Linked DNA regions of Mus musculus: all the other regions are linked to region 1. Evidence: chromatin contacts called from public promoter capture Hi-C data. All regions are on one chromosome and are shown on one strand. Each heading gives the region's core, a stretch centred on a gene start, on an enhancer-like site or on the middle of the called end of the contact. The rest is flanking DNA. Distances are from core to core; before and after follow the strand shown.

The links. Promoter capture Hi-C pulls out the DNA fragments that hold promoters and counts their contacts. Capture Hi-C pulls out chosen DNA fragments and counts their contacts.
Region 2: a promoter capture Hi-C map of adipose tissue shows a contact between it and region 1. The contact joins the promoter of Cnpy2 here to the promoter of Erbb3 in region 1. A contact is called at or near these places in 11 of 39 promoter capture datasets (the C10 cell line, the HPC-7 cell line, cranial neural crest and 7 more), 1 of 484 Hi-C or Micro-C datasets (embryonic stem cells), 3 of 115 datasets of contacts at active chromatin or transcription factors (embryonic stem cells, large pre-B cells and pancreatic cancer cells) and 4 of 9 other capture datasets (adipose tissue, embryonic stem cells, macrophages and 1 more).
Region 3: a contact with region 1 is called in a promoter capture Hi-C map of neural stem cells. The contact joins the promoter of Atp5b here to the promoter of Erbb3 in region 1. A contact is called at or near these places in 1 of 39 promoter capture datasets (neural stem cells), 1 of 484 Hi-C or Micro-C datasets (embryonic stem cells), 1 of 115 datasets of contacts at active chromatin or transcription factors (embryonic stem cells) and 1 of 9 other capture datasets (liver).

What each region holds. Positions count from the first base shown.
Region 1 is chr10:128,587,887-128,592,013 of GRCm38.p6, forward strand. Erbb3 (erb-b2 receptor tyrosine kinase 3) reads right to left here and starts at 1,749. Exons shown (of 28, transcript NM_010153.2): 1 at 1,534-1,749. The coding sequence starts at 1,615.
Region 2 is chr10:128,320,137-128,324,413 of GRCm38.p6, forward strand. Cnpy2 (canopy FGF signaling regulator 2) reads left to right here and starts at 2,323. Exons shown (of 6, transcript NM_019953.1): 1 at 2,323-2,639; 2 at 3,194-3,306; 3 at 3,448-3,563. The coding sequence starts at 3,219. It overlaps Pan2 (PAN2 poly(A) specific ribonuclease subunit), which reads left to right. Exons shown (of 26, transcript NM_133992.3): 25 at 112-309; 26 at 598-1,222. The coding sequence ends at 629.
Region 3 is chr10:128,080,602-128,084,812 of GRCm38.p6, forward strand. Atp5b (ATP synthase, H+ transporting mitochondrial F1 complex, beta subunit) reads left to right here and starts at 2,706. Exons shown (of 10, transcript NM_016774.3): 1 at 2,706-2,852; 2 at 3,291-3,473; 3 at 3,696-3,870. The coding sequence starts at 2,726. Snord59a (a small nucleolar RNA gene) reads left to right here and starts at 3,541; the gene lies at 3,541-3,615.

The DNA of each region.
Region 1 (4,127 bases), core at 499-2,998:
CATTTCACAAACAGGGGCAAAGGGCCTGGGTAGGACGGGAGTATAAACAACTACCCAGGAGGAACCAGGCAACTTGGGGCGCACAGGAAGCAGCGAGAACTGCGGGTGGGTGTGGGGTGGACCACACTCACAGAGGAGCAAAGGCTCAAAGTCAGAACCTTTCTCTGTGGAGAGCATTGACTGCGCAGACCAAGAACCTCCAGCCCTCAGAAGCCCCAGCCACACACACAAGGGGACAAAGGGGCTATACAAGGCTTGAGACAGGGCCGGATGCCCAGAGGCTCAGGATGGAGATAAAGGATAGAGAACTAAACATGCCTGCTCCCTGCCTCTTGAGGAGGGTGGTGGGAATCTTGGACTCTTGGGTTCCTGGTTGGTGGGGGCACAGTCAGATGGGACAGTGATCCAGTCACTCCCCTGGCCCCTCCCACTTCAGTCTCCAGACCACCCCCTCCACCAGCTGGGAGTGTTCACATCTCAAGATCCCAGGGGCTAAATTTAGGCCCAGCAACTGTGGGGGAAGCACAGGTGGTTTCTCCCACTCCCACTCTGGGGAAGGGGCAATGAATGTGCCAACCCCAAACTGAGATCTGGGGATCTGGGAAAGGGGAAAGATCAACAGGACTCTAATGATACCAATTCTAGTGCTCTTCAAGTGTCCATAGTCCCAGAGACACGGAACAGGCTCAGATGGCATTGAATGGGGGAAGGGCAGAAGTTGGGTCTAGGAGCCAGTTCACAGAGTAGAATGTTCAGAAGGTGGGAGAGGTGGCCTTAGATTGGAGAGAGAAAGAGGTCTGATTGTCCTTTCTTCCAGAGCTCCAGCTTAGGGTATATAACCTGGAAATAGTATAGTATGTAATAGATGCCCAACATGTTCACTGAATTAACCTGGGTCTTGATAAAGAGAAGTTGGTTAAGTTGGGGACCGGTTTATCTTATGGGAAAGCAGGCAGTCAGCCTCTGTGAGACCTCTCACTGATGTCACCTGGACTTGGCCCTCAGGTTAATCTCAGCCTTCTCAGGACAGCCCCACTCACGGAAGAGGAGGTGCCATTCTTGTTTTTCCAACATTAGAAAACAACAACTTCAAACCCTTGCATAGCCCCGCCCTGTCGGCAAAACAACGAAACTGGGGGTTGTTGAAACCTGGAATGGGGTGGGGGCCAGGGAACCTGAGAGCAAACGGAGACCCTTTCAAGCCAAGGCTCCTTACGTTTACAGAAGGGTCCCTGCCCACCCTCCTCCCAAGACTCTCAAGTGTGAACTACTGTTCGGCACCAACCAGATCAGAATAAAACCAATTAGAGGGTCGGCGACGCCCTGGGAATAAGGGTAGGCATACAGGAATGCAGTCCCTGACCAGCCCACTCCAAGAACTGAGGCACACGGTCCCCTCCTTGGTGGTCCGAGCAGACCCTGTACCGCACCCCCCAGTTCAAAGCGTCAGAACCCAAACTCCTTGCCCAGGGTCTGCGAGCGCTCAGATTGCGCCCCCAGCTTCCAGCCTGCTGGGGCTCCCGCGCGGCTTACCTGCCTGAGAGTTGCCCATCTCGGAACCCCGGGCCAGGCTGAGAAGGAAACCCAGCACCTGCAGAGTCCCAATCGCACTCATGATTACAGTGGAGGGTGAAGGGAGCCCAGCCGAGTCTGGCCCGGGGCCCCCAAGATTAGGAGGACATCCAGGCGACAGCCACCTGAACAGCCAGCGATTAGGTGGCCGCGGCGGCAGCGGAGGTTGCAAACTGCAACCGGAGCCGTAGTCGGAGTCCGGAGCGGGACGGCAGGGGAGGGTGTCTGTCTGGGAGGGAGGGAGGAAGGGAGGGAGGGAGGGAGTGAAGGGGGAAAGGGGTGAGTCACGGCCGCGCCCCCTCCCGTGCGAGGCTGGAGTCCTGATGGTTGTAGCCCGAGACACCCGCCCAAGCGTGCCCCGCCAGCCCACAGCTTGGCCAAGAGGGTCAAGGAGGGGTCTCACTCCAGCAATTTCCCCCGGAGATGGTTAAGAGGAGATCAAGATTCCAAACGTCCCCAGGCGGGGGAAAGGTAGTGAATGCGCGTAGGGAGAGCGCTCCGAAGCCCAGCCCCCAGAAAGCTGGCCTCGCCCATTAACCAAATCACTCAACTCCCCTAGCCGGTTGGATCACTTGAGGGATTTTTTTTTTCTTTCGGAGTGTGAGTATTTCTATTTTTTCGAGTGGGAGGTTGTTTTTCAGCCTAGCGTTCATGCCACCTCAGTTTCCCCGGGACGCAAAGCCCCGTAACTCATGTACCCAGCTCGGGAACCCGAGCCCCGGAGGCTGCGTGAAATCGCACTGTCTCCGGCCGCTTCCTCCTGCAGACCCGGCGCCGGCTCGGCCTCTCGGGGGGATTTGCCTGGGGGGCGGGGGCGGTTTCCAGCCTGGGAACAGACCCCGGAGTCCGCCTTCCCACTTCTGCCCGGGGAGGGGCTCCCGCACCTGTCGCCGTCCCCTCTGCTGCCCCCCACGGCCTCCCGAGAGAACAGCTGTCTCTGAGGGACCGACCGCGCCGTCCGGACGGCCGCGGTTCCCGCCTCTCCTCCGCGGACCCCAAAGGGCACAGCAACGCTCACCCCGGAGGCGACAGCGAAGAGGGGCGCGGGGAAGTCACCGCACATGACCCCCGGGACCCTGGGTTGCTTCGTCCCGGACGGGTCCGACTGGCGCCCCCTGGTGCCCAACTCCTTACATTTCGCATCCCTTACATTGGCATTCCAAGATTTTGCCCTGAGAATTTATGGTCCCCTCCCCCTAGGCTAAGGCTATCAGCTACACTCCTTTCTTCTCTTTTGTTTATTTTTTGGTTTTGAGACAAGGTCTCATATAGTTCATATAGCTCAGGCTGGCCTCGAATATATTATATGGCTGAGACTGTTGGCTTCCACCTCCCAAGTACAGATGTGCGCCACCATATCCGGCTCTCCTGCTACAATTTTTAAAAAAATTTGTTATCATTCCTGTGTGTATGATCGTTCGCGCTATGATATGCGTATGGAAGCTGGAAGACAACTTTGGGGGAGTCGATTATCGCTTTCCACTTTTACCGGGGTTGTGAGATGGAACTCAAGTCAACAGGCTTTCTCTGCAAACCCATTTAGGTATCTGTAGAGGCCAGAAGAAGTCGTTGAATTCCTCGTAACTGGAGTTACAAATTATTGTGGGCTGCCATGTGGGTCTAACCCTGGTTCTTTGGAAGAACAAGTGCTCTTAAACACTGAGTCATCTTTTCAGGTTCCCCCATACCTCACCCTCTTGCAATGATTCTTTAAACTTGCTAATGAGCCGAGCATGGTGGCACACGCCTTTAATCCCAGCATTCAGGAGGCAGAGGCAGGCAGATTTCTGAGTTTGAGGCCAGCCTGGTCTACAAAGTGAGTTCCAGGACAGCCAGGGCTACACAGAGAAACCCTGTCTCGAAAACAAACAAACAAACAAACAAACAAACAAAAAACTTGCTAATGTATGGATGTGTTTATCCACTCTTGGCCTTTGTGGACCTCCTATGTAACAGTTTCACTAGTAAAAGCAATTAATGGAGGTAAGCTGAGGCAGGAGATCAGCACTTTTAACAACTTATCATCCTGAAAAACTTAGGGAAACACTGTCTCAAAATAGAAGCCTGGAAGTAAGGCGGGTGTTTGCCTAGTATTCCTGAGCCTGCAACTTCCGTCTCTGGTACCCAGACCCAAACCCACAAAAGGATGTAGGCTAAGGATATCACCTTATCTCTTCAGTAACGGAAAGGTGGGTCCCGGAGAGAGCAGGGCAAGAGCGAGCAGCGATCCTGAGTTCAATTCCCAGCAACCACATGATGACTCACAACCATCTGTACAGCTACAGTGTGCTCATATACATTAAATAAATAAATCTTAAAAAAAAAAAGAAGAAAGGGAGGGAGGGAAAGGTGAATTTTCTCCAAGTCTCTCTACCTGGTGACTGAAGGGGATGGGCTCAGAATGTGACCCAGGATTTCTTAAGATAGTATACAAAGACTGGAGCTTTGGCCAGATTCAAACTCCTTTCCGTGCTATGACGTAACTCAATATTCAAACATTGCTTAGCTATAGGCACAGATTCAGGTTTGATAACCAGCCCAAGAGTGGAGGAGCA
Region 2 (4,277 bases), core at 1,073-3,572, 270 kb before region 1:
TAAAATAAGAAAAGATGTTTCTAGGAGACTGCGTGGGAGTGTTGTGGGTGCCAGGATAGAGATGGGGTGCCTGCCGCCTTTGTGAGTTCCTTAAGTATCGGTGTACCCCAGACCTGAAGATTCAAGGTGAGACCCATGACAGCATTGAGGATGCCCGCACAGCCCTTCAACTCTACCGGAAGTATCTGGAGCTGAGCAAGAACGGCACCGAGCCCGAGTCCTTCCACAAGGTGCTCAAGGGTCTCTATGAGAAGGGCCGAAAGATGGACTGGAAGGTGCCTGAGCCTGAAAGCCAGACAAGTCCCAAGAGTAAGGCTGGGCTGAGGCGAGGGAAACTGGGCTGGGTAGGTGTTGCTGGCATATGTCGAGCTTGTATACCACCACCTCAGATTATAATACCCCTACCTGCTCCTGAAGTGTCTGACAGTTCACACATCACTCAGTGTTTCCAATAGTCAGTGAGAGAGACACTGGTGTAGCCGCTTGCTCAGGGAAATGTCCATGCCTTGCCCTACTTCCCTCATGCTCTTTCTGTATAGTGAGTGTCCTGGTGCCTCCTCTGCTCACCCTGGTCTCCGTGATTCTGTCTCCTAACAGATGCAGCTGTCTTCTCAGTGCTGGCACTGTGAGCTGCCTTCCCTTTCAGTGCTGTCCCCAGAACTGAGAGGTGGCTTCTCAAGTCGGCTTTACCCTGTCCACTTCCAGAACTGGATCTGCTCAGGGTCTACAGATGGTGCTATTAATAGAACTGGAAAGCAGCAAAATTGTTGCAAAGGTTCTAGCTGCCAGATTCCCCCTTTATCCTCTGCAAAACAGTGGGCCAGAAACAAAGCCTAAAGTGACCCAGGTGGAGTGATTGGTGTTCGTAATAAATATCCTGGGCAACTGATATCTGTACAAAAGAGCTCTAGAACCAGAACTCTCAGTTCCCAGTCTGCTAGAGAACTGAAGTCCTGGACAGTCACAGGGTACAGAGACCCAGGCAGCTCCAGCATCTAGCTGCTTGAGAGACGGTGGCTGGGTGGACCAGCTTGTAGAGTCTCAATGGGCCAATCAAACCGGTGTGCAGGAAGCTGAGCTACTGGCTTCATTCCTGACCACAGCTGAGAAGTATCTGTCTTCCATACATTCTATCTCGAGTTTTGTTTTATTTTTTAAAAATTTTGCTTAAAACAGCATGTTTTATAAAATAAAAGTATTTTTATCTCATTAGAAAACCGCTAGTGTGGGATTCTTTGGCTTCTTTCTTTCTTTGATTTGACTTCACCAAACAATGAGAAAATGAAAACTGTGTTTTCAGATCCACACCTAGAAATGAAGATTCTGAGTCCCAGAATGAATGGATCCAGGAGGAACATAGTTTTTTTGTTTTTTTGTTTGTTTGGTTGGTTTTTGGTTTGTTTTTTGAGACAGGGTTTCTCTGTAGCCCTGGCTGTCCTGGAACTCACTTTGTAGACTAGGCTGGCCTCGAGAACTCAGAAATCCGCCTGCCTCTGCCTCTCAAGTGCTGGGATTAAAGGCATGCGCCACCATGCCGGGCACCAGGAGGAACATAATTGTTCTTCCCCTGGACGGTGTTCGGTCTTTGCTGTAGTTGCCTAGCACCCTAAATACATAAAGCGATCACAAATCCCAGTTTATCTCAAGACCTTAAGGCGTGGTGTCAACCTGTTATCCTAACAGCGGAGCAGTTGAGAACCACAGTCCCCAACCAGCCTGCGATGGGGAGTTGAGTTCAAGGCATCCTGGGCTACATAGCAAGACACTGCTTCACTCATGACAGTACCTGCGGTGTGCCGAAAATTCAGAGAGGAATTGCTCTATTCACAGCGTGAGAGCTAAGAAGAATATTGACCGTAATATAACCCACACCCCCATCCTCAGAGGATAAATTAAGAGAAATCTCCAAGAACCTGCCTGAAAAGGCAGATAATACCAAAAATGATATTACCCAATACATACCTAATGACGATCATTTATTAATTTGGTACAAGAAGGAAGTTGTTTTAAAAACTAGTTTTTTTGTTTGTTTGTTTGTTTTTTTTTTAAGAAAGAAAAAGACCTGTAGCTACTGGCAGAGTGGTACTGCAGTGCTTCCTGGGAAATGTAGTTTGCTGTATCATGAAATCTTTGTGCATTGAAACCTAGGCTTCTCTCCCACTACTAATTGCATCTGTTTGCAAGTCCTAGCCCACCTGGACTGATGCAATTTCCCCAGGCACCCCATGCGCTCGGTCCTCACTGTAAGCTAGGCTACCTTTGTTCTTTGGTTGGTCACGTGAACCAATTCGCCACGCAAGTCTGGGTCCTCAAGTCTTCCAAGGGGTCCTCGCTGCCTCGGAGGCGCTCCTAAAGCTGCCTGCTCGCGCGAGAGTTTGGAGGGGCGGGCTTAGGGTCAGTTTCGGTGGGGGGCTCGCACGGGACCCTCAGATCTCCGCTTAGGTGCCTAGTTAAGTGCGGGAAGCTGGGCCAGGCGGTCACTGGCCACCCTGAACCTGGCGGGAGCCGGAGCGCTCTGGAGAAGCCGGGACAGCCCCGTTTTTCCCAGCCAGCTGCTAGGGTTGGGACCCACAGAAAACAAAGTGAGAGTCCGGCTGCTTTCCAGAGCCTGGGCCACGGCGGCGGCCGTGGGAGCAGAGGTGGGACAGATGCGAGCGTCAGAGGCTGTGGGCGCACTGAGGTTGGGAATGGACCCGAGCAAAGCGATGGCGGAGTCCTTACAAAAGGGGCTGGTCTGTCTGCACGGGAGCTACTTACATTCTAGAGATGGGGATTCCGGAACCCTTGGTGCTAGGTCCACATAGGCCCTGGTTATGGAGTGTGCTCGCTGGCTTCATGGCCTGACTGGTTCCTTGCTGGCAGCTCCTTTCTGCCCGTCATTCTCACGTAATCGATAACCTCCATCTCAAAGCTACTGCATAGCTCTGTGAGTCCTCAGTGTCCTCAAAGTATCAAAACCCAGGCCCTCACCTGTGGAGGACATAGTTTCTGGATCTGAGTCCCAGTCCCGAGCTCTCACTCCCTATTCCCCCATCCCGAACTCCGGTCCCTCGGGTGTTTGTAACGAGGTTTTTTCCTGGAAAACAATCCGAATCACACCAAGGCCTCTGAAGGCCTTGGAATGAGGGGTGACGGTCATGGGGGAAATGGATCGCTCTCCTCACACCTGTGTTTCATTTTCATACAAATCCAGGTGGAGCGACCCTGTTACACTAAAGATGAAAGGCTGGGGTTGGCTAGCCCTACTTTTGGGGGTCCTGCTGGGAACTGCCTGGGCTCGAAGGAGCCAAGATCTACACTGTGGAGGTAAAAGCACGAAGACCAGTGGAGAAGTGGGAGGAAGATGACCCGTGGGAGTCATGAGATCCAAAGCTTGGAACAAGGATGGATAGAAAAACCCTCATTCCCCTCACCATCCCCACTCCCTGTTCTCTTCCCTGACACCAGCTTGCAGGGCTCTGGTGGATGAATTAGAGTGGGAAATTGCCCGCGTGGACCCCAAGAAGACCATTCAGATGGGATCCTTCCGAATCAATCCAGATGGCAGCCAGTCAGTTGTGGAGGTAATTTACTATCCCTCAAATAAAGTAGCTCACTCGGGCTTAGAGTATGAACTTGTTCGAAGAGAAGAAAGCAGGAAGTCATTCGACCTGTAATGATAATGATCTCAACCCTCAGAGGCGGGACCAGAAGGATCTTTCTGAGTTCTAGTTCTGGTCTACCCCATAGAATTAGGTACTGTCTTCGAAAAGAAAAGAAACAGCCTGGTGTGATGGTACATATCATTAATCCCAGCAGAGGCAGGCTGATCTTGAATTTGAGGCCAGCCTGGTCTACAAAGAGAGTTCCAGGACAGCCAAGGCTGTTATAGAGAGAAACCCTATCTCAAAAAACCAACCAAACAAACAAACAACCAAGGAGCCAGAACATTGATTGTGTATCAGAAGGACTGGGCTCTAAGCCACTTATGGTATTTGCATGCCTGTAATCCTAGTACACAAACAGCAGAGCAGTTGGGTTCTGCCTATCTGGAAGAGCCTGGAAAGTTATAACCACGTATTTCTTTGCCCCAAACCTCAATTAATTGTTTCTGCTGTAGAAGTTAGGTCTTGATTAGTCTGTTTCTCCTCATCCCCAGTCCGCATGTCTCTTGTTTCACTATAGCAGTATTGTATATATACATTTATTTAAAAAAAGAATAAGAGGTCTTGTCCAGCTGGGAATGTAGCTCAGTTGATAGAGTGCTAGCCTCGCATGCACAGAACCCTGTGTTTGGC
Region 3 (4,211 bases), core at 1,456-3,955, 510 kb before region 1:
CATTTATATAAAGAAACAAACAGGGGCTGAAGAGATGGCTCAGAGGTTAAGAGCAGTGGCTACTCTTTCAGAGGTCCTGAGTTCGATTCCCAGAAACCACATGGTGGCTAATAACTGTAATCTGTAATGGGATCTGGTGCCCTCTTCTGGCCTGCAGGATACATGAAGGCAGAATGCTGTATACATAATAAATAAATGTTTAAAAGAAAAGAAACAAGGTGGAGAGTGACTGAAGATGACCAGAAACCATCCTCTGCATTCCAGCACAACACTTTGTTTGTTTGTTTTTGTTTTTCTTGTTTTTCGAGACAGGGTTTCTCTGTATAGCCCTGGCTCTCCTGGAACTCACTTTGTAGACCAGGCTGGCCTCGAACTCAGAAATCTGCCTGCCTCTGCCTCTCGAGTGCTGAGATTAAAGGCATGCAACATCACGCCTGGCTTGTTTTTTAATTTTGTTTTGTTGGTTTATTGTTGTTGTTGTTTTGAGATTTTTTTGTTTTGTTTGGTTTTGTTTGGTTTGGGTTGTTGTTGTTTTGTTTTTTTGTTTGTTTGTTTGTTTGTTTTGTTTTGAGACAGGGTTTCTCTGTATAGTCCTAGCTGTCCTGGAACTCATTTTGTAGACCAAGCTGGCCTCAAACTCAGAAATCCACCTGCCTCTGCCTCTCAAGTGCTGGGATTACAGGCGTGCACCACCGCTGCCTGGCTATCACCCTGACTCTTTTTGTTTGTTTGTTTGGTTTTCTTTTTGTTTTATACAGGGTTTCTCTGTATAGCCCTGGCTGTCCTGGAACTCACTTTGTAGACCAGGCTGGCCTCGAACTCAGAAATCTGCTAGGATTAAAGGCGTGTGCTACCATGCCTGGCTATCACCCTGATTCTTGATTCATGTTGATTTGTATAAGTCAGTGATTTGCCTGTATTCATTGTTTGCCTGGTGCCTGTGAGGACAGAGGGCACAGGAGTGCTGTGTTTCTAGAGGCCAGGAGATGGTGTTGGATCCCTGGAATTATAGGCAGTTGCCAGCTGCACAATGTGCATACTGGGAACTGAGCTCCAGTCCTCTGTGAGAGCAGTGCATGGTTTTATCCACTGAGACGTCTCACCAGACAGCCTCTTGACTCTCTGCATTACATCCTCCGATCCTCTTATTACCCTTCAGCCCCATATTTCTTTCTTCTACTTGCTAATCATATGCTGACATTCTTTTTGGTTCTTTTCTGTCTGAATTTTATGATTTTTTTTTTTACTTATTGCCACGCAGTGTTATCCAGTAGGCTGGCCTCCAACTCATTGTGTAGCCCAGGATGATTTTAAACTCCTGCCTCCCCCTCTCTAGTGCTGGTGTCACAGAAGTGCAACATCTTGTCCTGCATTGGGCTCTTCCTTACTTAGCAAGGTTATTAGATGTTATCTTAAGAATGGGGAGGCTGAGTCCAAGGCATGCCTGAACCACAGCAAGACTGTTTCAATAACACATGCATGTAATTGCTGAGGAGGATATGGGTGCGTTCCTTTGTTCCCCGCTACAGCCTTTGCCAGCTCTCCACTGTCAGACTGAGAACTTTTTTCATCATCATGCAGAAAAATGGGAAGTACTGGAGGATGCTAGGAAGTAAAAAGGTGCAATACTACAACTTTGTGTATCCTCATAGGAAGACCAAGGGCTTCCCTGTTAGAGCTCCACCCCATCCCCATTGTTGCTGGCAAGGATATCATTGATTCTGTGACTTTCCATCCTAGAGCAACACACACTTCTGGCCAGCCTCCACTTTCATTCAAAAGTCCTTTGAGACCTGGCATCATCTCCCTATAGGGTCGGATTTCGTTTTTTTTTTTTTTTTTTTTTTTTTTGCCTTATCTACAACCAAACCGAAGAAATGTGGTTTCAGGCAAAGGCTCGCTTAGCGTATTCTTCCTTTCTACTTTACTTTACGGATTTCTGCACACACATATCACAGCAAAGGTCTATTACTTCTGACCTTTCATTTTGTGTTTGAGACAGGGTCTCAAGGGGCTTCAGTTGGCTCCTGGAATCTTGAGCCTTCACCTGTCAAGTTCTGGAATTACAGGGTTCTGTCAGTACGTCTGCTTAGGGCAATTCTTTACATAAGTAGGTGACTCTAAATTACCCCTCGAGTGTTATAAATAAATAACCTTGTCTCCTCGATGCAGAACGTCTGTCGAAGGATGGGTCGCTTTAGTTTCTTTCGTTGCACGGATTTATATGATAAAGAGCCTCCAGGTTTCGGACCTGCTGGGCCGCCTGGAAACTTCCACCCTCACTACTGTCGAGGAAACCCCACGTTTTGGAGCCACAGAAGGTTCCTGACTTTCAGGACGCCGCCACTCAACCTTAGCGGCTGTCACCTAACTCAAGGTCCAAGGACAGTCAAAGACGGCCTAGTGCACAGGTTCAACGGAACCCCGCCCCTTTATTTCAACGTAGTTCCGCCAAAAACCTCTCCTACTGACGTTCCCATGGGCCAATTAGGTTTCGAGGCTTAGAGGGCGGCTCCTCCAATTAAAAAAGAGAATTTTCAGATTGGCACCAGTTTAGACCAATAGCTGATAAGCTCCGAGTTTTTTTACCCTATAGAAGCGTTAGTGGTGATGACGAACAGCAAAATCACCCAATTACTGTGCCTACGGCGGAGGTTGCCCCGCCCCAGCTGCAGGACCGGCGGAGAGGACCGCTTCGGCGCTCAGTCTCCACCCGGATTCCGCCATGTTGAGTCTTGTGGGGCGTGTGGCCTCGGCCTCGGCCTCCGGGGCCTTGCGGGGACTCAGCCCTTCGGCGGCTCTGCCACAGGCGCAGCTTCTACTGCGAGCTGCTCCCGCCGGGGTTCATCCTGGTAAGCGCCTTCCTGGAGGAGCTAGTTCGGTTCTTCTCCCCGTGACCTTGAGCTTGGGCCTATCGGATCCGTTCTCCATAAGGATTCCCGGGCAGCGGACTACTGTCCAGCCGAGGAGTGCAAGGACAGTCGCCCGTGGGAGCGTTGATATAACCAGCAGCGTCCCATTTTGTGAGGCTAGAGTGGCCGGCAGCTGCCTCGACCTTGAGGTTTTGAGGGGGATACCAAACTCGAGAATAATGGCGGTTCTGTGCACGAGGTCGGGAAAACAGTGCGGGTGGGTTCCCGATTGCAGCGTGCCCTTCTCCATGCCTCCTCCTATCTTGCAGGAGACTTAGTCTGGGCTCAGCTAACCTTCCCTCGGGGGATAAATCTGGGATTCGGGTGACCTTAAGCTGTCCTAACACCAACGCCTTCCAATACCTTTTTGTCTGCTAGCCAGAGACTATGCGGCGCAGGCGTCTGCGGCCCCGAAGGCAGGCACTGCCACCGGGCGAATCGTGGCAGTCATCGGCGCTGTGGTGGACGTCCAGTTCGATGAGGGATTACCACCCATCCTAAATGCCCTGGAAGTGCAAGGCAGGGACAGCAGACTGGTTTTGGAGGTGGCCCAGCATTTGGGTAAGTAGGACGTTTTAGAGGTGGGAAAGAGCTTGTTAGGCTTAAATAACACGAGATCGTGCCATCTCCATTCTGTGATGACTTTACCAAATGACTTTCGTTCTTCTGAGTTTGCTGAAGCCACACTCAGGTGCTGAGAGGGGAGGCCTGTTTGCTTTTGATCACCCTTCATTACATACTGTTAGGTTTTGGTGCTTATAACGTGTTAATGCTGATTGACAGGGGAGAGCACGGTCAGAACTATTGCTATGGATGGCACTGAAGGCTTGGTTAGAGGCCAGAAAGTACTGGATTCAGGGGCACCAATCAAAATTCCTGTTGGTCCTGAGACCTTGGGCAGAATCATGAATGTCATTGGAGAACCTATTGATGAGAGAGGTCCTATCAAAACCAAACAGTAAGTTTCTCTCACTGCATTTGTGAACATGGGAACCTTTTCTTGCAGTTGTACACATGGGGTAATAACTGGTAGTAAAGCAACATTTTCCTACAGTACTACTTCCATTTCTGTTGTATTCAGTTATTGAAAATGAAGATACAGAAGTTTGGATTGTTGAAAACTTGCTACATAGAACCCCCTGTTACTTTTTTTAAAGCTGTGTTACATTATGGATTCTCTAAAATTTACAGGTTTTTATTTTCTTATTGTTATATAAAGAAACTTTGTTATATTAAGTTCAGTAAAAGGAAAATATCAAAAAAGAGGATTATTTGTTCTTGAGACTTTTTTTTTTTGGT